4 separate regions of the Mus musculus genome follow, and all the other regions are linked to region 1. The links are chromatin contacts, called in public HiChIP or PLAC-seq maps. All regions are on one chromosome and are shown on one strand. The core of a region is the stretch at or near the end of the contact, and the rest is flanking DNA. Distances in the headings are between cores, read along the strand shown.

The links. HiChIP or PLAC-seq counts read pairs in DNA pulled down with a chosen protein or histone mark.
Region 2: an HNF4G HiChIP or PLAC-seq map of pancreatic cancer cells shows a contact between it and region 1. The contact joins two enhancer-like sites.
Region 3: a FOXA1 HiChIP or PLAC-seq map of pancreatic cancer cells shows a contact between it and region 1. The contact joins two enhancer-like sites. A contact is called at or near these places in 3 of 115 datasets of contacts at active chromatin or transcription factors (embryonic stem cells and pancreatic cancer cells).
Region 4: a FOXA1 HiChIP or PLAC-seq map of pancreatic cancer cells shows a contact between it and region 1. The contact joins two enhancer-like sites. A contact is called at or near these places in 2 of 115 datasets of contacts at active chromatin or transcription factors (embryonic stem cells and pancreatic cancer cells).

Annotation. Positions count from the first base shown.
Region 1 is chr17:27,798,788-27,801,586 of GRCm38.p6, forward strand. The region is part of intron 1 of Ilrun (inflammation and lipid regulator with UBA-like and NBR1-like domains); the gene reads right to left. Among named protein-coding and RNA genes, the nearest start is that of Ilrun, 20 kb to the right of the region's middle. Within about 2 kb of position 1,419, at least 231 of the 459 cell types and tissues checked have an H3K27ac peak or open chromatin away from gene starts, as enhancers often do. A contact at or near this core is called in pancreatic cancer cells, where this site is marked.
Region 2 is chr17:28,250,408-28,253,423 of GRCm38.p6, forward strand. All of the region lies in intron 2 of Ppard (peroxisome proliferator activator receptor delta), which reads left to right. Among named protein-coding and RNA genes, the nearest start is that of Ppard, 19 kb to the left of the region's middle. Within about 2 kb of position 1,259, at least 35 of the 459 cell types and tissues checked have an H3K27ac peak or open chromatin away from gene starts, as enhancers often do. A contact at or near this core is called in pancreatic cancer cells, where this site is marked.
Region 3 is chr17:28,192,345-28,195,204 of GRCm38.p6, forward strand. It overlaps Zfp523 (zinc finger protein 523), which reads left to right. Exons shown (of 14, transcript NM_001357995.1): 3 at 2,622-2,702; 4 at 2,804-2,860. Among named protein-coding and RNA genes, the nearest start is that of Def6, 14 kb to the right of the region's middle. Within about 2 kb of position 1,362, at least 42 of the 459 cell types and tissues checked have an H3K27ac peak or open chromatin away from gene starts, as enhancers often do. A contact at or near this core is called in pancreatic cancer cells, where this site is marked.
Region 4 is chr17:28,289,323-28,292,326 of GRCm38.p6, forward strand. The region is part of intron 3 of Ppard (peroxisome proliferator activator receptor delta); the gene reads left to right. Among named protein-coding and RNA genes, the nearest start is that of 1810013A23Rik, 19 kb to the left of the region's middle. Within about 2 kb of position 1,554, at least 51 of the 459 cell types and tissues checked have an H3K27ac peak or open chromatin away from gene starts, as enhancers often do. A contact at or near this core is called in pancreatic cancer cells, where this site is marked.

The sequences.
Region 1 (2,799 bases), core at 169-2,668:
GAAACTACAAGCTGGGCATTGTGCTGCATGTCTGTAAGCTCAATACACGAGAAGCAGAGACAGAAGGAGCAGGAGTTTTAAAAGGCCAGCCTCTGTTACATATCGAGTTCAAGATTATTAACCAGGGCCACATGAGACCCTGCCTGCTCTCAGGTACAGGGAAATTTAGATCAACTAAAGCAAAAGGAAACATCTAGTCAGACATGGGAGTTGATGTCTGTAGTCGCAGTACTCAAAAGGCTATGGTAGGGGGACTGTCAGGAGTTTGGGGCCAGCCTGGGCTACACAGTAAGTTCTAGGTTACTAGACTGAGCTACAATATGAGACACCAGTCCCCCAAAAGCAGAGAGGATATGAAGGGGATTGGTAAGATGGCTCACTAGGTAAAGGCATTTGGTGCCAGGCCTGACAATGTGCTAGCCACTACAACCTGACTAACAGAAGGAGAGGCCTGCCTGCCTCCTGACAAGCACTCCTTTGACTGCCACATGAGCTGTGGCTACTATGTAGTCACACACATGCACACAGTAAATGCAGAGGGCAGGGATGGAAAAGAAAAGAGAGAAAAATCTACAGAGTTAAAAAAAATGCTTTTCGGGGCTGGCAAGATGGCTCAGCAGGTAAGAGCACTGACTGCTCTTCTAAAGGTCCTGAGTTCAAATCCCAGCAACCACATGGTGGCTCACAACCACCCATAATGAGATCTGACACCTCTTCTGGTGTGTCTGGAGACAGCAACAGTGTATGTATATATAATAATAAATAAATCTTTAAAAAAAAATGCTTTTCTTGGGCAGAGGGAACAGCTCAGGGGTAGTGTTGAGTATACACACAGCCATAGTCTTAACCCCAGTAGTGAAACACACACACACACACACACACAAAAGAAAAAAAGAAAAGAAAAGAAAAAAGAAAAACACCAGGCCACTAAGCATAAAACACTCATTCTAATGACATAGTGTGCAACTGTAAGGAGGACCACAGCCTGGCAGGATTAGCCCTGTGGAGCCCCTATGCTGTGGAACATATGCTCTACCCCCAGTGTGGCCGTCCTCTGCTCTCGGACACACACACCAAGGCACACTGCAAAGGGAAATCCAATTAGTTAGCAGCAGATCTGCTCTGGCCAGGCCTCCTGTCTGCTTTCACTCGGGTAGCACTCGAGTCTGAGGAGAACAAGGCCCAAGGCAGGAAGGCACTCCTCCTTCCTGTGAAGATGGAAGTGCTCCGGAAGCAGGGGTCCCCAGAAGGACCCTGTAATCTGCCTCAGTCAGTCCAGGTTCAAGCTGCTAAGTATTAAGATGAATTTGCAGATGGAAGCCACATTGTTACAGGAACTTATTGCAATGCAAACCTCTGAGGCGAAGTCTGAGGGCGGTGCTGTGTATGTGCACTGCACTGTGTACTCAGGAGGACAAAGGCAGACTGTGCATGTAACCTGAGGCTGCACTCTGCTGAGTCACTTCCGTCACACACCTCGGGGTCCAACAACTCACGTTTCGGTCAAAAGAGCAGGTTTAGAATAACTCCTTGTTTTGGTCGCTGGATTTAATTTCCTGAAATGATTTACAATCGCTGTATCTATGGTAACTACAGTTTCTGGAAATTCTGAGCCACTGTGAGGAGACAATGTGGATTGCCCCAAACACCACAGGATGACCGCACAAAGCATGTCCAGACACAGCGCTCCTTACACACGGTTCTGGTTTGTCATGAAACTCAGATAGTGAGTTATGGTATGAGCAGATAAATCTGCAACTAAGCAGAATTTCAAACTGATTTGATCCTAAGACTGTCAAAGAGGTGTTTCTTGGTTTAAAAAATACAAAGGTTTGATTTTTTTAAAGTTGCCAAAAAGTATCTGAATACACAATTTATCCTATAATTTAGCTGTTATTGCTGTAAAAATTAGGAAATATAATAAAGGCAGAATTTATGGGCTTTGCTAAGAAATATCATATACCTTTTACAATCTCTTTGATTAAATGTTTCTGTTGTGTCTAAGAATTCCTGCCTGTGAGATCTTGGGACACTGTGCTTCCCATAGGGACCAGCCTCAAAGTGGCTTAGTTTCATTTCCCCTGAGGAACGTGCCGGCTGGCCATGCCATCTCTGGAGATGATATGAAAGCAAGCTCTGGCATACACATGTCCACATAAGAGAACATCCACAGAGGAAGTAACCAACCGTATGCTTGTCTCCAAGCTTTAAAAAGGTAAGTTCTATAGTGTGCAACACACCCAACGCTAGCTACTACACTAACAAACCCGGAGCAGGCCACTCACCTCAGCTGCAAGTGCAACCTGAAGTCAGTGGATATTGGCCACTGCACGGTGGTTATGAAACAAGTAACTTTAAAAAGCTACATACAGGCAGGGCGTAGGGGTGCAGGTCTTTAATCCCAGCACTCGGGAGGGACTGGCAGGAGGATGTCTGTGAATCTGAGTACAGCCTGGTTTACACAGCAAGCTATAGACTAGCCAGTACTACATAAAGACTGTCTCAAAAAAAAAAAATAAATAAATAAAAACATAAAAAAAACCAAAAAAACAAAACCCAAAGTTCCATACAGGGCTGGATAGAAGAATATTTACTGATCTTGCAAAGAAACCTGGGTTCAATTCCCCACACCCACAAGTTCAGTCTGTAACTTCAGTTCCAAAGACTCCAACACCCTCTTCTGGCTTCCTAGAGTACTGCATGCATATGATGCACAGACATACATGCACACAAACATTATATATGAGACAATCACAACCATAGAACCACATACCCTCTACTGGCCTCCACAGCCCTGGC
Region 2 (3,016 bases), core at 9-2,508, 450 kb after region 1:
CCTAAACTTCCTTTTAAAAAACTTTTCTTATTTATTTATATTGGGGACAAGGTCTCGCTCTGTAGCCCTTCCTGATCAGAACTTACTGTGTAGCCCAGGCTAGCCTCAGACTCATAGTGATCCCTGCCTCTGCCTCCCTAGTGTTGGGTTAAAGCGCATGCCCCTGTGAAGCCCTCCTCTGACCTCGGTGCTTTTGGGGTGGCTGACTGCTTCCATGCTCCCTGCCCTGGTGGCTGCTGTGCTCCCTGGACCACCTGCATTTCACTGAGAATGTCTCAGCTCTCCTTGCTGACCAGACAGCATCTCTTCATTGCTTCTCCGCAATGCCCTCATCCTCTGTGGGTACGCTGTCCCTGCTTTATCTGTGGATGTCAGAGGATCTCTACTTAAAAATTATTTTATGTGCATGAATGTTTTGCTTGCATGTATGTCTGTCTGTACAGCTCCTGCATGCCTGGTATCCACGGAGGGCTGAAGCAGGAGGATCCCCTGAAAGTGGAGTTACAGACATTTGCAAACCACCGTGTGCCTGCTGGGAACCAAACCCCGGTCGGTCGTCTGAAGGGCAGCTCATGTTCTTCACCATAAAGCCATCTCTCTAACCCTGATGTCTACTCCTTAGAATTTTTTTTTTTTTTTCGAGACAGGGTTTCTCTATAGCCCTGGCTGTCCTGGAACTCACTCTGTAGACCAGGCTGGCCTCGAACTCAGAAATCCACCTTCCTCTGCCTCCCGAGTGCTGAGATTAAAGGCGTGCGCCACCACGCCCGGCATTACTCCTTAGAATTTTAAATTGTATTTATTTATTTGTATGTATTTGTGCACACTCATAAACATTCCACAGCACCTTATGTGGTGGTCAAAGGACAACTGTGGGAGTCAGTTTTCTCCTTCTATGTGGGTGGTCCCAGGGATGAAATTCACATTCAGTTTGTCACACTTGGTCACGGGCCTCTTTACCCATTGAGCCATCTCAAACCTGCCCCCTTCACCCTTTATTTTTGAGGCAGGTTTCATGTATTCCAGGCTGGCCCCAAACTCAATATAGCTGAGGATGGCAATGAACCCCTCATTTTCCTGCCTCTGCTGTCTGAGAAGAGACCCGCACCACCATCAAGTGCTGGGATCCAGCCCCGGGCCTCGTACGTTCCAAGGCAGGCGCTGTACCCACTGGGCCACCTCCCAGCCTGGCCACCAGCCGTTAGGTTGCTGACAGTGCTGGTGTCTGCCTGGTTTTGAAGGCCATGTCTGCAAGCACCATGGAAAGATGGGGAAGTTGTGGGTGAGGAGGTCCTGGTCCTTCTCTGGATGCTGGAGGGAGGTGGGGGAGGCTGGCTTTTAAAGGTCCCTCCAACAAAGACAGCACTAGTGGGGAAGAGGCTGTCTGTTGAGACGCTGGTGTGGCCGACCTGTGTGGTGAGTCACTGGGAACAGGGGCTGTTTGTTCGAAGGTCCCTCCCCAGTTGCAGGAAGTGTTAATAGTTCCTGTACTTCAGAGAATGAAGCTTCCTCAGCTCCAAAACCAGCCTGTTGAGTCTCAGATGCTGCCCGTCCAAGTTAGCATTCCCTGCGTAAGGATAAGAAAGCCAAGACTCTGACTTGTCAAGGCGAAGCTGGCCTCATACAGCTCTGGCTGAGCACTGCCTGCTGCCATTATCCTGTCTCCTGACTCTGAGGTGTGCCCGGGCCTGGCTACTGGTTCTGAACCCTGAACGTGCCCAGCTGACAAGTTGTCCCTCTGCATGACTTCTGCTCTTTCAGGTGGCCCCCCTGACAGCCGGGCGCCATGTGGGAGTCCAAGGCTCAGCCATCTAGAGACAGGCTCTACCTCTCGATGAGAAGAGTGGCATAGGGTATATGGCCATCCATGATCGAGCGATGGAGAGCTGGGGTTGGACCCAGAGCCTACTATCACCACACTGTTACCATATGGAGTCCCTCTCTGATGTCTGCCTCCTATGTTGCCAGTGTCCCCTCTCACCCTCTAAAGTGGGAACTGTGCCAGTTCCCAATCCATGTTGGCAGCCAAGATCCTTCCAAAATAGGTTGTGCCCCCGGGATCTGCTCGTTGCCCTCAGGCATCAGGCCTGGAACTTCCCTGCGGAGTTCCCCTTCTGCAGTGCTGGGGGTGGGAGCCTCACACTACACTGCTGTGCACTGCAGGCAGATGTGCAGGCTGACAACCCTACAGCTGTGCCAGGTGGTGCCCGACAGGTGAGTCCCACACAGGGCATGGTGGGCGGACTTTCCAGGAATTTTGGCCCACAGAACTAGAAGCCCCCTTGCTGATTAGTGTGTAGACTGATTAGTGTGTAGACTGCCTTGCTGTTAGCGGCTCCTCCCACAGCCACAGGCATCTCAGAAAGAGACCTGACTCCCTCCTAAAGCAACCTCATTCCCTCGGTGGGAAACACTAAGAAATGTAAAGGAAAAAAAAAAATCAAATTACCTAGAACCTGCTCAGAAATCACCACGGCTTAATGTGTCAGTGGATATTCTTTGGGATGTCTCATTGATATCGTCCTGCTTTCTCTGTCTCTCTCTGCACCCCCCCCCCCAGCCCCCACAGGAACAACACACCTATACTTTTTTGTTTGTTTGTTTGGTTTTTTTTGTTTGTTTGTTTGTTTGTTTTTCGAGACAGGGTTTTTCTGTCATGTCCACTGAGCTTAAACAGGGAAAGGCACAGTGAACCCTTGGCTTAAATGTCCTGTCCTAGAACTCACTCTGTAGACCAGGCTGTCCTCGAACTCAGAAATCCGCCTGCCTCTGCCTCCCAAGTGCTGGGATTAAAGGCGTGCGCCACCGCAGCCCAGCACACCTATACATTTTTATCTATTTAATATTGGCAGTCTTGTTGCGTGGCCTTGAACCTGGTGCCCAGCTGCTTCAGTCGGCATGCTTTAGGATTTCAAGTGTGTTTGACAGAACCCTGCTTGCTCAGCACTGTGCGCAGCGTGTGGTTTAATGGCTTCATATTTACACAGCTGGCCACCTACTCTGAGAACACTGTCAT
Region 3 (2,860 bases), core at 112-2,611, 390 kb after region 1:
TGGTCTTTTGAACTCACACAGGAAACTGCTTATTAAGTTCCGCTTACAGCAGCTTAAGCCTTCTCTGGCTTGCTGCTCCATACTTTTCCAAAGTCCTTCCACAGAAAGTTCCCAAGACCTAAGATCCACACTGCCAGGTCACAGCCACATCCCTCTTCTCTGGCACCAGTTCCTTTGCCTTGCTGGGACAACATAAATACCTTACGTGACCGATGTGAAAGAGAGAGGGTTTACTTTGGCTCATGTCTTTAAGGTGTTCAGTCCTAGTCATTTGGCCCCATGTACTTGAGCAGAACATCACTGTAGACGGGAGCCTCTGGGCTGTAGGAGAGAGCTGTTCACCTCACGGCTGACAGGAAGGAGGAAATGAAGCAGAAACGGGCCAAGGGGAAACACACACACACACACACCCCACATGACCTCCAAGGACCAACTTCTTCCAGCTAAACCCACCTCCTATAGTTTCTAGAACTTTCTAAAGCAAAAGGGCATTTGCCATTCAAGGTTATGCATAACTATGGAGCTGAGGAGTCACAACTGTGCAGAGCACCAGAACCCATGGAGAATCCCTCTAGGGGTGAGTTTGGGGATTCCCCTGATGGGACAATGTCAGCAGATAGTTGAGTCAGAAGAGGCCAGCTGACGTTTCTCCTTATTGCAGGGCTCAGTTCCTGAGCTGAAGAAAGAGTGAACACATCTCCTGCATTGACTTGTCAGTCTCCCTGTCTTTCTTTCTGTCCTCACTCCCATTCTCTCCCAAGAGAACAGCCTGAGCAGGGAGCCCTTGAGTCTGATCCCAAGAGCCCACTCAGGTGTGGTGGCTCATTCACACTTAGGTGTGAAGGCAGGAAGACAGGAGGAATTCAGGGCTATCCTCAGCTCTATAGTGAGGATAAAGCCAACCTGGGCAACTTGAGACCCCCATCTAAGAGAAGAGAAAAGAGTCCAGGACACAGTGGCCTATACCTGTGGTCCCCCCAAAGCACAAGAGACGTAGGCAGGAGGATTGCAATATGAGGCCAGCCTGAGCCACATATCAAGACCCTGCATAAAATAATCAAGGTTTAGGGATACACGTTCCTGGCTGAAGCCCTTACCTGACATGCAAAGGCTAAAGGTTCAGTCCCAGCCCTGGAAAGGAAGAAAAAGCCTGGCAGGATGCACACTCCTGTAACCTCAGCATGTAGAAGGCAGAAACAGGAGCTTACAATGACTTTGAAGTCTTCATTTGTCTGGTTAGCAAACTCCAGGCCAGCATGGACTACAGAGCAAGATCCTGTCTCAAGGAAAGCTTTGGTGGGTGGGGTGGGAGTGGGGCTTGAGGTTGCATAGATCAAGTAAGGAAACATGCTCACATGACAGTAAGGTGAGTCATAGACCCCACCCCCACAGTAGCCACACTCAGCCTAGGCAGATAGCTCACTCATGGAGCATGAAAGTGTGAGGGCCCGAGTTCAACCTTCAGCACCCACATCAAAAGCTGGGTGAAGTGGCACGTGCTTCTAATCCCCCAGCCAGGAGGATCCCTGGGGACTCTCTGGCCCGCCAGCCTATGGAACCTGGGAGCTCCTGGCCAGCCAATGAGAGATGCTGTCTCAAAGGCAAGGGAAGGCTTATTGAGGAACATCACCCAAGGTTGACCTCTGGCCTATGCACATGCTCATGTGCACACACGTGCACACACGTGCACACTCAATGTGCACACAAACGCCACACACATATACACACACATGTACACGCACAGGCACATGAATCCACACCTCTCTATCCCTTCACTTCCATTTCTTTCGTTTGTTTTTTGTTGCTGTTTTTCAAGAAGGATCTCTTGTAGCCCAGGCTAGTTTCAAGTTCAAACTGTAGCAGAGGCTGGCCTTGACCTCCTGTGCCTCCTCCACCACTTCCCAAGTGCTGGGATTGTAGATGAACACCACCAATCTGGCTCCCATTGCTTTTACTCTGCCTGTGGGGCTCACCAGCGTGAAGGCTGCAGCCTATGGAGGGCTGAGTGTGTTCCTGCCTGCTCTCTGTGAGCTCACTCAAGTCCACAGCCACTGCATTAGGAAGAGACAACTATTCAAAGGAGCATGCAGCCGAGACTCAAGCTGAGTATGGGCGCAGGCTTACACACTCGGGAGGTCAGTCCTGGCCCCAGAGTACATTGTGGCTATCACCCCTACCACAGCATGTCACAGTGGAGGCCCCAGATTTTGGCACACTGTTACAGGGGGAATGAGGAAATCTGTTTTAACTGTTAGTTGGCTGTGTATCTGAATTTCTTGGCATTTGGGAATCCTCCCTGGTTTCAGGATATTCTTTGTTCTCCATTTAGCTCAGTCTGGGCAGCTCACCGTTAGATCAGAAGTTCCCGTCTTCACAGGCCTGGGTAGTAAGAAAGGAAATTGCTTCTTGCAGAGTGGCAGATAAAGTTACTTCATGGCAGGATGTTTCTCCTCAGGGCCTCCAGACTGAGGCTTAAGAGGTGGCGAAGGGAACGTGGTGGATGTTCCCATGCTTGGACCATAGGCAAGGATGCAGAGACTCAAATAGGCATCTGCCACAGCGGGCAAGCACGTGGTGGGCCTCTGCCAGCCTGGTCCACTTCTCTGCTTCTACGTCCCCAGGGGAGAAGCTGCTTGAAGGGCAAGTGATCCAGCTGGAGGACGGGACCACTGCGTACATTCACCAGGTGACGATACAGAAAGGTGAGGCGCCCCAGACACCCATGTGGAGGGAGGTCTGGCAGCCCCAAGTGCCCTCCATGGCCACAAGCTCCAGAGGAGGACTGGCATTGCTCTCCTTGCAGAGTCTTTCTCCTTTGAAGATGGTCAGCCCGTGCAGCTGGAAGACGGCAGCATGGCCT
Region 4 (3,004 bases), core at 304-2,803, 490 kb after region 1:
GAGGGGGTGGGGGACTTTTGGGATAGCATTGGAAATGTAATTGAAGAAAATATGTAATAATAATAAAAAAAACGAATAGGGTAGAGGGGGCTGGAGAGATGGCTCAGTGGTTAAGAGCACCGACTGCTCTTCCGAAGGTCCTGAGTTCAAATCCCAGCAACCACATGGTGGCTCACAACCATCCATATTGAGATCTGACGCCCTCTTCTGGTGCATCGGAAGACAGCTAGTGTACTTAGATATAATAATAAATAAATCTAAAAGAATAGGGTAGAGCCAAGCATGGTGGCTCACGCCTGTCATCCAAGCACTTGGGAGCTGAAGCAGGAGAATCACAGGTTCCAGGCCAGCCTGTTTGAACAAAAAGCCCAACACCCGTATGTATAATAAATGTTAGACAGTGCAAACCAGAGGACTACAGGAGTTGATTTAGAGTCCTGAGGGGTGAGGCGTGTCCGTTATAAGACACAGCCTGCGCTGTACGTCTTTCTCAGCAACCACGTGTGACTTTCATAACTTAAAAGCTCTTGTTCTGTTTTGTCCCAAAGTTGAAATGGATAAACTGACATGATGACGTTCTCTCTGATCCCAGCACTTGGGAGGCAGAAGCAGACAGAGCCCTTGAGCTCAAGGCCAGCCTGTTCTACATAGTGAGATCCTATCAGGACACAGAGACCACCCACAGCAAAACAGGGACCCTCACAGCTGCCTCAGGCCCCCCGTCTCAGTCTCCTCACCTGAGCCCTCCACAGCTCTCAGTAGTAACCCCTGCCCTGTGCCCATGAGTTTGGGGCTTTTGCCCCAGAGTCCCTTTGGGGATCCCAAAGGAACCCTGAGACGGTAGGAAGGCTGCAGGGCTCCAACCCCTCCATGTGGGTCCACACTAAACTTCCCTGCCACCCTTGTGTCCCCAGGAGGTCGGCAGTGCAGGTCTCACACAGCAACAAGGAAGCACAGGGCCTGGGGCCGTTGCTGGCACAGGACTGACTCAGGAGGTGGTACTCACAACCCTCCCTCCCCTCCCCTGTCCACTCTCGCTCCATGGCAGCCCACACACACAGGAGCCAGGTAGACCAGTGGCTCTCCTCTCTCTGTGTGCTTCTTTCCCCAGCAGCACTTGGTGAATGTCCAGGGCTGGGCACCATGCCAGAGTGGGCCAGGCAGTGGTGGACAGGGCTGAACACCAGCCCAGAGGAGCCCAAAGTCCAGGCAAAATGGGACAACAGTCAAGGAACTATCCAGTTAGCTGGGTGTGGTGGCACATGCCTTTAATCCCACAAGAAACAGGCATACCTCCCTGAGTTCGAGGCCAGCCTGGTCTACAGAGCAAGTTCCAGGGCTACACAGAGAAACCCTATCTCAAAAATAAAAACAAAACAAAAAAGGAGAAGCCAGTTCCCCAGCCTCAGGGCTCTTAGAGCTTATCCTGCTGTGAGAACTGTGAGGCTTTGGTGGCACCGTGGCTAACCAGGCAGGCTGTGTGCACCTCATGGCTGTGATGACAGCGTGCTTCCAGCCTTCCGCCACCGTGTGAGGACGTGAGGATAAGTCAATAGTGTGTGTTTGCTGAGCTTGTAGTCTGATGGCAAGACTGATTGCCGTGTGGGGTGCCAGGGCCAGGATTACTCAGAGTTCAAGTGTCTAAGGACCGACCTCCGCCATCAGTGCTGAGCTGCTCTAGAGACAGGAAGATTGTGCCTGTGGGCAGCAGGAGAGTGCGCACCGCCACCCCGATCAGGGGTTCCCAGATAGACAGACCCAATAAAGGGAGGGGTGTGTGTGTGTGTGTGTGTGTGTGTGTGTGTGTGTGTAGAGCTATAATGGAGGTGGGGTCCCCTCTTCCAGGAGGAAAGAGGACCCAGCCATTCTCTCGAAGCCTTCGCCTATAGACAGAGAGCCACATGCATTCTGAACTGTTAGCACTCTGTACTCCAGTCTCCTGAGTTAGATGACAGTCACGTCTTTATCTTTCTCTCCTTTTTGTTTTGTTTTGTTTTTTGTTTGTTTTGTTTTGTTTTTTGAGATAGTCTCTCTATATATTCCTGGCTGTCCTGGAACTCACTCTGTAGACCAGGCTGGTCTCAAACTCAAAGATCCACCTGCCTCTGCCTCCTAAGTCCTGGGATTAAATGAATGCAGACTAGCCTGTGAACGGAAACCTGGCTATCACAGCGCAGCCAGATCAGGAAAGCCGTCCTCACCACTATCTTTAACCCCATCAACCACAGTTCTCCCGCCTGTTATAGAGGGGCACAGTGCCTGACTTGAAGGGTTATTTCGAAGCTTTGCATGAAGGAAGGGATGGGCAGTACCCAGTAGAGTTCTGGAACACAGGCAGTGCCAGTGCACCCTCTGCTGCAGGTCCCAGTCCTAAGCACGACCAGCAAGTGACCTTGCACAAAATGAAACGAGCCAGGCATGGTGGCATTTGGGAGGCAGAGGCAGGCGCAGCACCGTGAGTTCACAACTAATCCAGGCTACTTAATTAGACCATCTCAGACCCAAACAATCCAAAAAGACCCTTGGCTAGTAGGTGGGGCCTGGCAAAAGCCACCTCTTCTCCTGTTCCTCCCGGTAAACAAAGACCCTTGGGAGGTGTCTCAGGCCCCTGGCAGGGATTCTGGGACCAGCTGCAGGCGTATCAGGTGAACAAAGGTATCTCCTAAGAGCAGCAGGCAGGAGTGAGAGGAGTGTTAGGTCCATTGATGTGTCAGGATACCTCATACAGACAGCCTTAAACAGAAAGGCTTTATTCAGGAAGACAATGCTGAAGGTTCCAGCCCAGCCAGCCAACCCTACTACTTTGGGGTCTATGGTGAGTCATGCATTGTAAAGAAGAGACAGGGTTCAACGTGCCTCTCTAAGGCTCACCTCCAGTGACCACGGTAGCGGGAGGTCCTGCCTCCCGTTAGCACCACAAGCTTTGAACATCCGGGCCTTTAGTCAACATTCAGAATCTATGCTATGACCAGGCGTGTGACTATACGCCTATAGTCCCAGTTCC